2 separate regions of the Mus musculus genome follow, and region 2 is linked to region 1. Evidence: chromatin contacts called from public HiChIP or PLAC-seq data. All regions are on one chromosome and are shown on one strand. Each heading gives the region's core, a stretch centred on a gene start, on an enhancer-like site or on the middle of the called end of the contact. The rest is flanking DNA. Distances are from core to core; before and after follow the strand shown.

Region 1 (2,940 bases), core at 309-2,808:
GGCGTACACCACCACAGCCGGATCACTGGATTCTCCTCTCCTGAGCTCTAGCCATAGTGGGACTTGGGGGGACCTGCTTGGCTCACTGAGCGCTAAACCCCCCTCGCCCACATGCTAGCTAGCTCCTGTGGTATGGAGAGGGGCCCTCCCTGCTGCACACCGTGCGTTTCTTTAACTCTCTGTGAGAAACACAAGTCTGGTGGCCATTTCAGATGCAAGAGGTCATTATGGATTATGGGAAATCAAAGCAAGAATGTGAGAAGCTGGCATGCAGAGACAGAATGGGAGGGTGGGTAGGACAGCCACACACAGGCAGAAAACGAGAGAATGGCAGAAACACACTATTCCTCCAGAACTGGACAGGAGTTCTTAAAGTCGGGGTGACCATAGCGTCCTTTCCCGTAGTAGCGGCTCCGCCAGCGGCTAGGGGTGCCCGAGACCGTTTCACCAGCAGTTGAAGAGAGCCGTCCAATCCGGTCCAGCCCGGTGGGTGATGGCAGCCAGCAGACAGGTGGAGGAGTCAGGATGGTAGAACAGGGGAGATGACAAGACAGGCCAGTGTATCCGCCACCCCCCCAAAAACGAAAAGTGATGAAGCCGACAGGAAAGAAAACAGAAGTGAGAGTTAGAGACCCCATGTCCGAGGAAGCCACGGAAGCCTGGGAGCTGGTGGCTGTGGCCTGGTGACGGTCCCTACTAGTGGACTCCTCTCCCATCTGTGAGCTGAGACCGTGGGGATGACTGGTTTTCAGAAACAGGAGTCATCTCTGAATGCCAGTGTCCGGTGCTGGCATGGTTTCACAGAGGAGGAAGCCTGTACCCAGAGGGCCTAAGGAAGATCTACAGCAGCAAGCAGCACAGGGCTCAGCCCTGGGGCCTCGTGACCCCTCCCCCACCGCCAATGCCAGCACCTCCCTTGCCCAGCTTCCAGGATTTACCGCCTGATGACTGGCAAAGTTTATGCAACTCTGGATCTTCCCTAACGCCCACTGTGAAAGCCAAGACAAGTGACAGGGACCCAGATCCTGACAAAGGGTTGTGGCTGGAGAGGTGTCTTTGGGAGAGGAAGCCAGAGAGCCAAAGTAGAAACAGAACAGGACAGAATACAGAGGAGATGACAGCAGCCTCTTCTGCTCTGTGTCTCAGGACACAAAGGGCCACTAGGGGGAAAGGCTTCTGACACGGGTGCCACAGAGCTCAGTGGCGTGGCTCACTAGGGGGCGGCAAGCTCCCAGTGCTCAACAGTTCAGTGACTAAGTGGGTGCCAGCCTAAGCAATACTGATGTTGCTTATTGGGGGCTGTTTTGGTACTCACATGGACCTGACCTCTGACCCCTTCTCTCAGGCACAACTCTCCCACCATGGTCTAGCCTGGGCTTGGTGTCAGTGACAGTCTATTACGGTGATGTGTGGATTTTCACAGGTGGAAAGGAGGTGCCCCCCATTACAGGGGGCCTCCAGCATCAACTGGGGAGGTGAGAATCCTTCAGCTCCTACACCGTGGAAGCCTTGGATTGTGGTCTGATGCATGTCCAGCAGAGGGCGCCCTCAGACACTCTAGACAGAGGCGCTCAGGATGGTTCACAGAAGGAGGGAGTACTTACTCAGCCGACTTCCAAAAGTGCCCAGGGTGGGAGAGCCGCCGGTTCAGCTTGGGCAGCCTCTCCAGCATGTCCATCAGCAGGCTGAAGCTGGGTCTCTCCTGCAGATCGAAAGCCCAGCAGGCAGACAGGATCTCCTGTAAAGAAGCACTGGGGTTGGTGGTGTGTGGGCATCTGGGTAGTGAAGCACAAGGACAGAGCATTTCCCGAGGAGCCCCAAGAAGCACTCAAGTGCCCCGCGCATCTGTGGAGTCAGAATCAGGTGATCCTCCAACCTTCCAGGTCAAAGAGGACTTGTCTGCTTTCCTTCCCCCTCGACTTGTCAGCGACCAAGTCAAACAGAATGGAAAATGGGAGAGGTCAGAATGAAAGCGGACGGCCTTTCAAGATGGAAGGTACATCCTATGAACATGAAAACATCTGAAGGTAAATGCAGGGTTCTTGGAAAGCATAGAGAACGGCCCTGCCACTAGGGGGCGCCTCAGCGTTCCAGAGCAGAGACTGGACAGGCAGGACTAAATACAGGAGCAGCCGCTGAGAACCCTCAGAACAGCTGCCATGACAGAAGGAAGGCTTTCTTCTCAGGGTCCACTCAGCCCCACAGCACCCTCTGTAGTCCTGACATCCAGGGGTGTGGCCTGCACACGTTGCCAACACAAGGCACACACCCCTGACACTTTTGTTCTCCATATAACGGTATTAGGTATTAATGGTCCCTGTGCCTGTACCACTACGAAAGCCTTCTCAGTCATGTCACATGCCCAGCCCACACTTGTCCTTCTGTCCCTCTACTCACGCCGACTTCCTTCCCCAGGCTGACGGATGCCAGGACGCGCCGTACTCCTTCCCCACTTCCAATCTGCCAGATCAAGGCCTCAGCAGGCTGGTGCTTAAAGGGCCAGTCTCTTGCCTGTAGTTCATACCACACAGTCCTGTGGAGACACACCACAGTGTGAGCTACTAGAGCTCCACAATGGCTGGCCCACGCTAGATGCCAGAGACCAGAGGTCAAAGGCAGTCACTCTGCCCAGCTAGCACAGCCATGACTTTCCAAGGCACACCTCCCCCCCGCCCCCACCAGGGCCTTCTCATTTGCACTTGGGGGGGCCAGTGGTCGACTCACCCGAATGCATAGACATCGGCTGCTTTGGAGAAGGGCAGCTGGTCCTCGTCCCGCCCCGGGATCATTTCTCGTACGATCTCGGGGGCCAGGTAGCACAGCCAGTCATGTGACAGTTTCAGTTGGTTCTCGCGCCTGGAGGTCAGGACAAGAACGACACCTCAGTGGGGGAGCGGGTGGCCTGACTACACACATCTGTACTCACAAGTGGTACACAGA
Region 2 (2,940 bases), core at 327-2,826, 180 kb after region 1:
AGCATTAAAAGTAAACTACCAAGGACTGAGCATGGTGGCACACTCCTTTAGTCCCAGAACTCTGGAGACAGAGGCAGGCAGAGCTCTATGGGTTCGAGGACAGCCTGGTCTACATAGCAAGTTCCTAGACAGCCAGAGACACATAGAGAGACCCTGTCTCAAAAAAACAAAGTTAAATAAATAAACAGTCAGGACTAGATATGGTAGTGCTTGCCTTTAATCCTGGCTGGGAAGGAATTCTCCATGTAGAGCAGGTTTCCCTTGAACTTACAGAGGTCTACCTGCCCCTGCCTTTATGGTGTGGAGATCAAAGCTGCCCATTCCCACCCGTTTCTGTGAATGGAAATATCTCTCATGAGTGAAGATATCTAAGGACTGGAGAGATGGCTCCATGGTTAAGAGCACTGACTGCTCTTTTAGAGGACCCAGGTTTGATTTCCAGCACCCACATGGTTCTCACAACCATTTGTAGCTCCAGGTCTAGGGGACCCAATGCCCTCTTCTGGCCTCTGAGAGCACTAGACCCACACAAGGTACACAGATTAAAGATAAAGAGTAGCAAGATGGCTTAGTGGATGAAAATGCTTGCTGCCAAGCCTGGAGACATGAGTTCAATTTCCAGGACCTCTTAGAGTAAAAGAAGAGAACCAACCCCCCCAACTTGCTCCTCCCCACCCCGACCTCCACATGTGGGTCATGCCATGTATGTGTGTATGCAGAAATAAATAAATTGTGATTTTTTAAAAAATGTTTAAATGAATCCATTATTTATAAAAAGAGAAAGATGAGGGACAAGGGTGTGCCTCAATTGGCAGAGCCCTTCCCTAAATGCATCAAGTCCCAGGTTTGGTTTTTAGTGCCATATAAACCATGAGTGGTGGCACTTGCCTGTAATCCCAACACTTAAGTAGAGGCAGGAGGTTCAGAAGTTCAAGGCCATGCTTTGCTATGCAGTGAGTTACAGGACAAGCTACAATATGTAAAACAGAAAAAGAAAAAAAAAAGGTGAATATAGCCCATGCCTTTAATTCCAGCACTCGGGAGGCAGAGTCAAGTCAATCTCTGAATTTGAGGCTAGCCTGGTCTACAGAGTGAGTTCCAGGACAGCCAGGGCTACACAGAGAAACCCTGTCTCAGAAAAATAAAACCTAAAGAAAAGAAAAACGTGAAGATAAATTGAAGATGTTAAGGGGAGGCAGGGGGCACAGAACTCACTGTCCAAAGCCCTATGTTATATGATGTGCCAAAAGGAGTCTGAGGAGAAACTCTCCTTTACAAAAACAGGCATCTTCAGATCAGAAGAAAGTGACCAATAGCTCTGTGGGATTAAACTCTCCAAGTGGATGTTACTGTTTGAAGAGTGTGGCAGAACTCTGCCCAATGGAGTTTAACACAGGCAACAGTGGCAGCTGAAAGGACAGGAGGGTGGCAAATGGGGGCTGTGGTAAACAGCAGAGACTAGCATGTGAAATGATGCAGCATTAACTCCAAGTAGACCTTGAAACCACAAAACCACTAGAGAAACCACTAGGAAATGCCCAGAAACAATACATACAGTAAGGCCCAGTGTGGTTTTGCATGCCTCTAATCCCAGAACTCTGGAGGGAGATGATCAGGAGTTTCAAGGCTAGCCTGAGCTGCACAGCAAAAACCCTGTTTAAAAGAAGAAAAGGGAAAATCAAACAAGGAATCTTCTCTTTTAAGTGTGTGTGTGTGTGTGTGTGTGTGTGTGTGTGTGCGTGTGTTTATGTGTTTATGTGTTTATGTGTTCAGGAGCTCACAAATGCCAGAGGAGGGTGTCAGGTCCCCTGGAGCTGGAGTTAGGGCTGATTTTGAGCTGCCATGTGCATGCTGGGAGTGAAACCAGGGTCTTTTGTAAAGACAGAAAACATTCTTAACCTCTGAGTCATCTCTCCAGGCAAAGAGGAGGGATTCTAAAAAAAGTTTTCAAGCACATTTGGAAATGGCGAAGCTGTACTGACCTGTATGTGGGCTCCAATCGTCATGTTCAGAGCTGTCCTGAGATGGTGAGGGGATGGAGAGGAAGTAGCTGCCTGGGAAGTGGGGGGGGGGGGGATGTTTCTTACTTAGCCCTAGAGGACTAGCTAATGTTGTCAGTTCACAATGAAGGCATAGCCTTCACTCATATGACCTCTGGGACTAACCCTGACCCTTCCTGCCCAGATCTAAGAGTTCAGAAGGCCTCTTGTCCCACGCCCGAGCCTTCTGCCTTCCTTGCTTGCCATCTCTTCATTCGTACTTAACCACATGCCTAGGAAGCACAGAGCAGCTGCGGCCCTCTGATGGGTTTGTCTGGGCTGCCCAGTTGCATCCACTCCCCCACTCCCTGGGTTCATGTCAGCCCTACACACAAGCCAATGTCTGCCCTGACTGTGGTCCTAGATCTTCAGACACAGGCAAAGCGGTGAGAGAGAAGGCAGCGAGAGCAAGGGAGTTGTGGGCCCTTCTGATGTTGCCACTGCCCTGGGCTCCTGAGGTCCTGACACCCAGCACAGAGCTGCATGGTTCTCCTTAGCCACGAGGAGGAGATTACTGACTCATGCGTTCATGCATGCATGCCCTCATTTATTCGATACCATGAACTCTCTGCCAGATTCTGGAAATACAGAAATGGGAAATGGGGAGGGGCCATAAAGGATTGGGAGAAGGAAAGGGAGGGAAGGCTTTGGTTTGGATGTATTGTATGAGAGAAGAAAAAAAGAAGTGGAAACCAGGATTCTACTCACATCCAACCTCCCGGTAGACTAGAGGGCAGACACATTCTGTGTCTGTGAGTAGGTGTATGGTAGTGGTGAGTTCATCACTATTCATCAAGTGTACCAAGATGACAGACACGGCGGGAGGCTCCCAGGGGAGGGGCAGCATCTGTGATGAACCCTCGAGTGAGTAGAAGCTAGCCAAGTGACAAAGGGGAACCAG

The links. HiChIP or PLAC-seq counts read pairs in DNA pulled down with a chosen protein or histone mark.
Region 2: an H3K27ac HiChIP or PLAC-seq map of the HPC-7 cell line shows a contact between it and region 1, with 8 times the contacts expected there. The contact joins two enhancer-like sites. A contact is called at or near these places in 1 of 15 datasets of contacts at CTCF or cohesin (the NIH/3T3 cell line), 26 of 484 Hi-C or Micro-C datasets (B cells, the C2C12 cell line, CD4 T cells and 21 more), 18 of 115 datasets of contacts at active chromatin or transcription factors (the 230-238 cell line, CD8 T cells, the HPC-7 cell line and 9 more) and 4 of 9 other capture datasets (adipose tissue, embryonic stem cells, liver and 1 more).

What each region holds. Positions count from the first base shown.
Region 1 is chr11:79,017,958-79,020,897 of GRCm38.p6, forward strand. Ksr1 (kinase suppressor of ras 1) reads right to left here. Exons shown (of 19, transcript NM_013571.3): 16 at 2,725-2,856; 17 at 2,398-2,533; 18 at 1,605-1,738. Among named protein-coding and RNA genes, the nearest start is that of Gm11201, 4.2 kb to the right of the region's middle. Within about 2 kb of position 1,559, at least 30 of the 459 cell types and tissues checked have an H3K27ac peak or open chromatin away from gene starts, as enhancers often do. A contact at or near this core is called in the G1E-ER4 cell line, the HPC-7 cell line, pancreatic cancer cells and 1 more, where this site is marked.
Region 2 is chr11:79,194,800-79,197,739 of GRCm38.p6, forward strand. No RefSeq gene overlaps it. Among named protein-coding and RNA genes, the nearest start is that of Gm30413, 3.9 kb to the left of the region's middle. Within about 2 kb of position 1,577, at least 71 of the 459 cell types and tissues checked have an H3K27ac peak or open chromatin away from gene starts, as enhancers often do. A contact at or near this core is called in the G1E-ER4 cell line, the HPC-7 cell line, pancreatic cancer cells and 1 more, where this site is marked.